2 separate regions of the Arachis hypogaea genome follow, and region 2 is linked to region 1. A link is a contact called in public Hi-C data. All regions are on one chromosome and are shown on one strand. Each heading gives the region's core, a stretch centred on a gene start, on an enhancer-like site or on the middle of the called end of the contact. The rest is flanking DNA. Distances are from core to core; before and after follow the strand shown.

Region 1 (3,853 bases), core at 1,278-3,777:
AATTTTATAAAGTAGATGTCGGATGCACCATGATATGTGGTTAAGAATATGTGACACATCTCGGATGCATAACGTTTGAGATATGCAGATAAATTTTTTTGAGCCACTACATCCGAGATGTTACACGACAATTTAAAATAATAAATACGATTATACAAAACATTAAAATAAAATATTTATTTTATTTATATAAAAAAATTATTTTATCAATCAAAATCCATCTATTATTTGGGTACAACATCAAATTTTTTTTATGAATAGAATTATCAACGTTCTAAATATTTATAAGTACAAATGACATTTTATTCTAATTTTAAGTTCTATGTAGTTTATAAGCGAAAATAATATTTTGAAGTTTATCATTTTTTAAATTATTATAATTTTATCGATTTGACCTTACGTATCAATATTAAATAATATAAATAATATTTTATATTCACTTTTGTAACTATTATACGACTTACAATGACTTCTTTTATTACATCCTACATCCTAGAAGACATGATAAATTATCTTAAAACTACTTTTCAGTTAAGTATTCAAACTTAAATTAATGGTCACATAATAGATTATTTTAAAAAATGATTATACAAATAAAAATTATTGAAATAAGTTTAATTTTATAACGTTGTCAAACACACCTAAGACTATTTTTGGAGTAAGTTCTTTTTTATTCCCTTGAAATGTTTACTCAACTCCAACAATAGAGAAGGTGAAAAAGAGTTCCATGTAACACATGCAACAAATGCAATGACGTTTTTTCTTTTTTTTTTTAAATTATTTTTATTTTGAATGAATTTTGTAGCAGGAAGTTGTCCTAAGGGTTTCTTTGCACTGCAAGGGTTGTGAAGGGAAAGTGAGGAAACATCTCTCCAAAATGCAAGGTATTTATCCTTCTAATTGGGCCTCCTAAATATCCTTTCCTAATTAGTTATTACAAGGATATTAGTAAAATATAGACTATATTATTATCTTATTATTGTCGCACCTAAAAAAATGGTTTCTTTTAATTTCTAATTAATTAACAACATTTTAGGCCATGCCTCTAATTAAGGGTGATAATAATTTTAATTTTGGCAGGAGTTAGTTCCTTTAAAATAGATTTTGCTTCAAAGAAGGTGACAGTTGTTGGGGATTTGACTCCATTGAGTGTGTTGACAAGCATATCAAAAGTGAAGAGTGCACAATTTTGGTCAGCAACTACTGATTCAGCTGTTGGATCTAGTTATTATGGTACTTTAGAAACAAACAACAAATATGTTATCTAATTGAAATGGGTATGAAGTGGAATAGTGATGTTGTTACTGTATAAGGTATATGAGTGAAACTGGACATTAGTTTGATTATTGCATATGCAAATGTTAGAAGTGTAGCTGTGGGTTTTATGAATTAATTTTCTTATGCATTCATTAATAGTGTATAAAACAATGTGTTTTGTTCAATAAAAACTTAACAACATATCATCTTATTGTTTGGGCTTCATTTTGAAAACCATGACATGATAGTTTGCTGAATTCTTATTGAACAGAAAGATAATTATTGATAACTAATAAGATTTTGTGTAATATCTATTACGTAATTGATGTTATTCACTATCTCATTTAGCTTTACAACCTCAACTATGTATATATTGTGAGATATATTTTTAAAGGTAGAAACTCAAGTGCAGTCGATTTCACGTGTAGTTGATAGCTGAGAGCCATTAGATGAAAATTTAGTCAAATCAGTCAAATTATCTAACCGTTCTCAATTATCAACTTCACGTGAAGTCGACTGCACCAGAGTTTCCACCATTTTCAAAATATGTAAAAAGCTATTTTGAAGAGTTAAATATCTTCATAGAGTTCTGACTTATTCAAAGGTGGTAACTATTTGAAAAGTTATCTCTATTGAAAGGTTGTAACTATTTGAAAAGTTACGAATGTTGAGTACGTAGCTGCATGTTGCACGTACCTATAAATTTTTCTCATTTCATTATTGTCATAGATCCATCTCAACACTTTCTTTATGCGCAAAAGAAAGAATAGAGAATATTATTCTGTAAATTATTATTTAGTGTAAGGCTTGACTGTGTGAGTGCATAAATAAGTCAAGTATTCTTCATTGTATCCTACAGGAAATTCGCCAGTAACCCATTTTGAACACCATTGTACATTGATGGGGCAAATTAAGCCTAAAAAAAAGTGTGTGTAACACACGCCTTGAAAAATTGCGCTATTTGATTCACTAACCCTTTTTCTCATAACTCACAATCTTTAGGCTTAATTGTTCACCAATAAAACAAAAATGGCCACCGCATCAATTATGGAGATGACGTCGAATTTTATCAAGTTAAAAAGATTTTATGGTAAAAATTTCATACGATGGCAAAAGAAGATGCACTTCCTTCTCACAACACTAAAAGTAGCATATGTTCTTACCATACCAAGACCTCCAGAAATTGAAGGGGAGGCCATTGCAGGAACTTGAGCCAGACAAAAATGGGACAACGATAACTATATATGCACTGGGCACATACTAAATGGCATGACTGATGCACTGTTTGATGTCTACCAAAATGTTGGGAGCCCAAAAGAATTATGGGACAAATTAGAAGCAAAATATATGGCCGAAAACACAACAAGTAAGAAATTTCTTGTCACTCGCTTTAATAATTATAAAATGGTTGATGGTAGATCTGTCATGGAACAACTACATGAAATTGAGCGTATTTTAAATAATTTCAAGCAACATAACATGCACATGGATGATATCATTATTGTATCTTCAATTGTCGACAAACTCCCTCCATCATGGAAAGAATTCAAAAGAACTATGAAACATAGAAAGGATGATATTTCTCGTGAGCAATTAAGTAATCACCTTCATCTTGAAGAAGAGTATCGTAAACAAGATGATACTAAAGAGCAAAATACTCATCCTAATCTTCACGTAATGGAAGATGGAAAATCCAATCAGCCCAACAAGAAAAGATACCAAGATTTTAATAAATCTCAAGGTAACAATGGTGATATCAGAAAGAATAAAAAGAAGGGAAATTATTTTCATTGTAGAAAACTAGGACATTTTAAGAAAGAATGTCATTTCTTAAAAACGAAGAAAGAAAAGAATGACATAGCAATAAAAGATAATCTTATTGCTGTTATTTCTGAGATCAACATGATTGAAGACATTGGGTCATGGTGGATAGACTCTGGTGCAACTCGACATGTTTGCAAGAATAGAAATTTTTTCAAGACATTCAAAGAAGAAAATAGGGCTATTCTGTACATGAAAAATGCATCAACTGTTCAAGTAATGGGCAAAAGAACCGTGAAACTTGAATTCACTTCTGGAAGAGTACCGACTCTTACTGATGTATATTATGTACCCGAAATCAGAAAAATTTAGTTTATGTACTTTTACTTAACAAGTATAGGTTTAAGCCTGTATTTGAAGAAGACAAATTTATTCTGTCTAAGGGTGGAGTGTTTGTGGGTAAAGGATATCTATGTGAGAATATGTTTAAATTAAATGTTGTAAATACTATTAATAATAATAATGTTTCTGTTTATATTGTTGAGTCCTGTGATTTATAGCATAATCGTTTATGACATGTTAATTTTCATAAATTAAATGATATGATAAAATATGATCTTTTTCCAAATCAATTAAAAATTCATATGCATGTACAACTTGTATATTAACCAAGATTAAAGAAATTCTAAATTATTATAATTAATACATTCTGATGTATCATGTATGTGATTTCCATGGTTGGCCTACTATAGATGGAAAGAAATATTTTGTCACTTTTATCGATGATTTTAGTAGATATTATTACATATATTTGATGCATTCTAAAGACGAAGTC
Region 2 (3,850 bases), core at 724-3,223, 610 kb before region 1:
GCAAAATGCTAAATTTTTTGTGTTAATGCTCAAATCAATCCTTGAAAGCTCAATTTAGTCCTGAAAATACCAACATAATGTGCCACATGACACTTAACTGTGACGTGTCAACTACAAGTTGACTCACGTTGGTTGGTATTTTTGAGATCAAATTGAGGCGTTGAGTCTTTTTGGGATCAAATTGAGGCGTTGAATCTTTCCGGAACTAAATTCACTCATATATGATCTTTCAAGGATAATTTTGTGCATTACTCCTTTATTTTTTCAACTTTTAGAAGACAAAACGAGATGGCATGTTCAATAGTCTCTAAATTAGAACAGTGGGTATTGCTTTACTGCTTACATAGAACAAACCTCGTCTTATCCACATGCTCTTCTGAAATTTAGCAGGAAACAGCGCTAATGATTTCTCACCGTGTGCATCCATGACCTTCGACACAAGAAAATAATCATAGTAGAAACACCAATAAGAACAATATGAACTATGAAGTGAGCTATCAAAAGATAACCATCCATTTAAAAGATTTGAATGGATAAGAATGTTACGAGGTTCATGGATCAAAACAAAAGTGATATGAAAAGATGATTTCGAAGATGTAGAAGTTGTGAAGAAGTACCTCAATGAGATTGGAGCCACGGAGAGAGACAACCTGCATGATGGATTGACCATCTTGAAGGGTAATGTGCCGTTCCTCCGTTGCTCTCTTCAAATTCTTCCTTCCTCCTCTCATGGCGAAAATTCACTTCTCCTAAATCAACTTAAACCTAATTTCACCACAGCAGAGCTAACAATGGTGCATTCACTCTGGCAGTGGTATATTTCACTGTGGAGCTCTAAGCTCCTGGAATTGGTTTCCCTGCGGAAATCAGAGTCATTATTGTTAGACATAACTAATGCAAAAAAGATAATAAACTACCAAGATTAGCATTTCCTTTTGTTTGATACAATAATAAAATAAAAATAACATTTTATATACTTTTTTTATATACTTAAAGGAAAAAATATCTACAACAGTGGAGCTAGGATCCAAGAATAAACTTGGTCAGGACTCAGGAGCAGTACCTATGCAAAATAACCAAAATAACCAAAACAGAACAAAACCCAGCAACACCATAACCTATTTGCCTTTTTTTTATGGTTAGCAGAAGCTCTAAGAGAGCACAGTAGCAGTCCAACGACCATGTCATACAAGTTCAAAGAAAGAGAAAAACGCAGCTCAACAACAAAAATAAATCAAACAACAAAAACCATCAATAGGATAACACTAGGCATATCAAATTAGGTATACAGTATCTATTTTCGTAAAATTTCATAAGACATCTGAACTGATTCTGTTCACCAATTTTGTCTCTCCCTCACTCACTTAACAGTGACATAATTCTATTTGCCACTTCCAGTTTTCACACCTTGAACCATAAGACAAATTATCATAACTCTAACTATTTGCCTATTACATCTGCTCTCACCTTCTAAGCTATTAACACCAAAAACTCAAAACCATATATCTGCACAAACACATTATTAGAAAGCAACTAAATATACTAATTAGAGAAAATAGAAAAAGAACGAACCAGAAACAGGACAGCTGAGGAGAAGCAGACTCAGAAGCACGAGCGGAGCAGCCGAGCAGGACAAAAAGCAGCGGCGGAAACAGAAGGGGACGCAGGAGGCGAACGAAGCAGCCGCGGGCGGAGGAACCAGAGGCAGAGGCGGATTCAAAAGCACGAGCCCGGACGCAGGAGGCGAACCAGTTCTCTCTTCTCTGATCTCTCTTGGAGGCTAGTGTGACTGTGTGAGTGTGAGAACGGAGACGCTGGAGTTGAACGGAGCAGGAGGAGACGTGGAAAACGTAGCTACAATTGCCGGAGGCGCTGACTCTGGCCGAGTGGGAAAACAGAGGGGGGGAAAGGAAGGGGAGAAGAGGAAGGTAGTAGTAGCAGCAGCAAGAGCAAAGGGTAGTTGGGGCGGGTTCAGATCATATAGGGTTTCTTTTGATTTTTTTAAGGGTAAAGAATTTTTTTTAAGTTACCAAAAAAAAATATATTTTTTAAATTTTATCAAAAATTTTAAAATTATTTTTAATTTTTAATTTTATTTTTAACATTGGAATTAAATTTTAATTTTAATTTTATTTTTAATTTTTTGATTATCAATAATTAATCAAATTTTTTTATATAGAGTTAATAAAAAATGAAAATAAGCATTATACCTGTCCAAGTGGTATAAAACGCACAATACTCAAGAAATGGAGCTTTTTCAAAAAAAATCTTTATGACAGTTCTACAAAAAGAGAGATGATGGTTGAGCTCATGAGAATAAGTACTACTTGTAATATATATTCTATCTGCGGTTATTTAATTCGGACCAATTCATTCGAATAGGGTTATTTATTCGACTCGTTGTGGATAGAATAGAGTGCAGTGCGAGTTTGTCTGCGAATAGAATAAGGTACGAATTTAGGATATACTCTATCGAATCTTATTCGCACAATATCTAAAAATTATGTATGTAATGAAAAAAAAAGAATGTTAAAAGCACAATTTTTCTTTTATAAAAATTTGAAATAACCACTAAATTAGTTGATAATTATATTATTTGTAATTTTATATTAGGTTTTTTAAAATTTTATATTGTTTTTAATTTTAATTTAAACTTATTTTTTATTTTCTATTTTATTAATATGTATGAAATTTAGAATGGTTGAGTTTTATATTTGTTTAAAAAAATTTTATTTTTCTACAAATAACAAGTAAGATAGAGTTTAAAACTTTAGGATGCGGCTAGAGTTAGGATTGAGAGATTCTCAATTCGCAGATAGAATTGGATCAAATTTTAAAAAAAAAATTAACCCGTAAATAAAGTTAGGTAGAGTCCAAACCTTAACATACTCTACCCATTACCAGCCCTGAGAATACGAGATAAAAATAGATTTGATGCCTTCTGAATTCATTAGCGAGTTTCATGGCTTGAAAGAATAACTCTCTAAGACTTATTCTCAAACACCTAAGAGTTTCGATCTAATCAAATTTTTCACATTAGGTACACTGTTTGGTCATTTGATTCTTCTGCTAGTGAATTATCTGGTGTAGAAGCATACATGATTTCTACACATGTAGAAATGTGATGTCATTGTAAAATCTTGACAGGTATATGTAAAAAAACATTTTTATTGTTGCAGTATTGTGCAGGACGTGTACAATAATTATCATGTAGAGGAGTGCGTTGGTTTTCGTTGAAGATGAAGTAGATTAACACTAATTAACAATTAATAATAACGGATTGTGATGATGGACTGAATTTTTTTTGGCATAGTGAGTGTATTCAAGTAATTACAAAAAGCATTCTAATTAGTTGGTTAGGTGCATATAGGTTGAGCCAATATAATTATCTGTTTTGTCTTTTGAGTAGATAAAAAATGTTTAAAATAAACTAACGATACATTTAAAAGTGAACATTTAGAAAAAAAAATCATAACATGGGATGCAGATGAAAAGAAAAAAACGAAAATGTTTGGCTTATAGAGAAGTAGTGTATAATGGGGTTTTAAATGAATTTTGTTAGTTAATCCTAATACAAACATATAATAAGAAGTAATATGAATAATTATGCAATTATAGTGCTGTGAACAGATGCATGAAGCAAGAGAAAACGGAAAAAACGAACGTCTGATTTATTTTTCTATTCGTTACAATATATTTTAGATTTCTGTTATTATTGTCTTTATTCTTTTTCTCTGAATATTTGAAAAATATGATAAATATAAACTTATTAATATAGAAATTTTTTATTTTTAATAAATAAATTAATTATAATAATTATTGAAATAAATATTTTAAAAAATTATTACCG

Evidence for each region. Hi-C and Micro-C count contacts between places; a contact is called where the count stands out from the background.
Region 2: a contact with region 1 is called in a Hi-C map of leaf, with 4 times the contacts expected there. The contact joins the promoter of LOC112727286 here to the promoter of LOC140176698 in region 1. A contact is called at or near these places in 2 of 8 Hi-C or Micro-C datasets (both in leaf).

Annotation. Positions count from the first base shown.
Region 1 is chr12:32,431,785-32,435,637 of arahy.Tifrunner.gnm2.J5K5, reverse strand. It overlaps LOC140176698, which reads left to right and starts at 2,527. Exons shown (of 1, transcript XM_072208242.1): 1 at 2,527-3,390. The coding sequence starts at 2,527. The coding sequence ends at 3,390. It overlaps LOC112727282, which reads left to right. Exons shown (of 3, transcript XM_025776964.3): 2 at 806-884; 3 at 1,081-1,468. The coding sequence ends at 1,268.
Region 2 is chr12:33,036,920-33,040,769 of arahy.Tifrunner.gnm2.J5K5, reverse strand. It overlaps LOC112727286, which reads right to left and starts at 1,973. Exons shown (of 5, transcript XM_025776968.2): 1 at 1,573-1,973; 2 at 618-857; 3 at 355-430. The coding sequence starts at 731.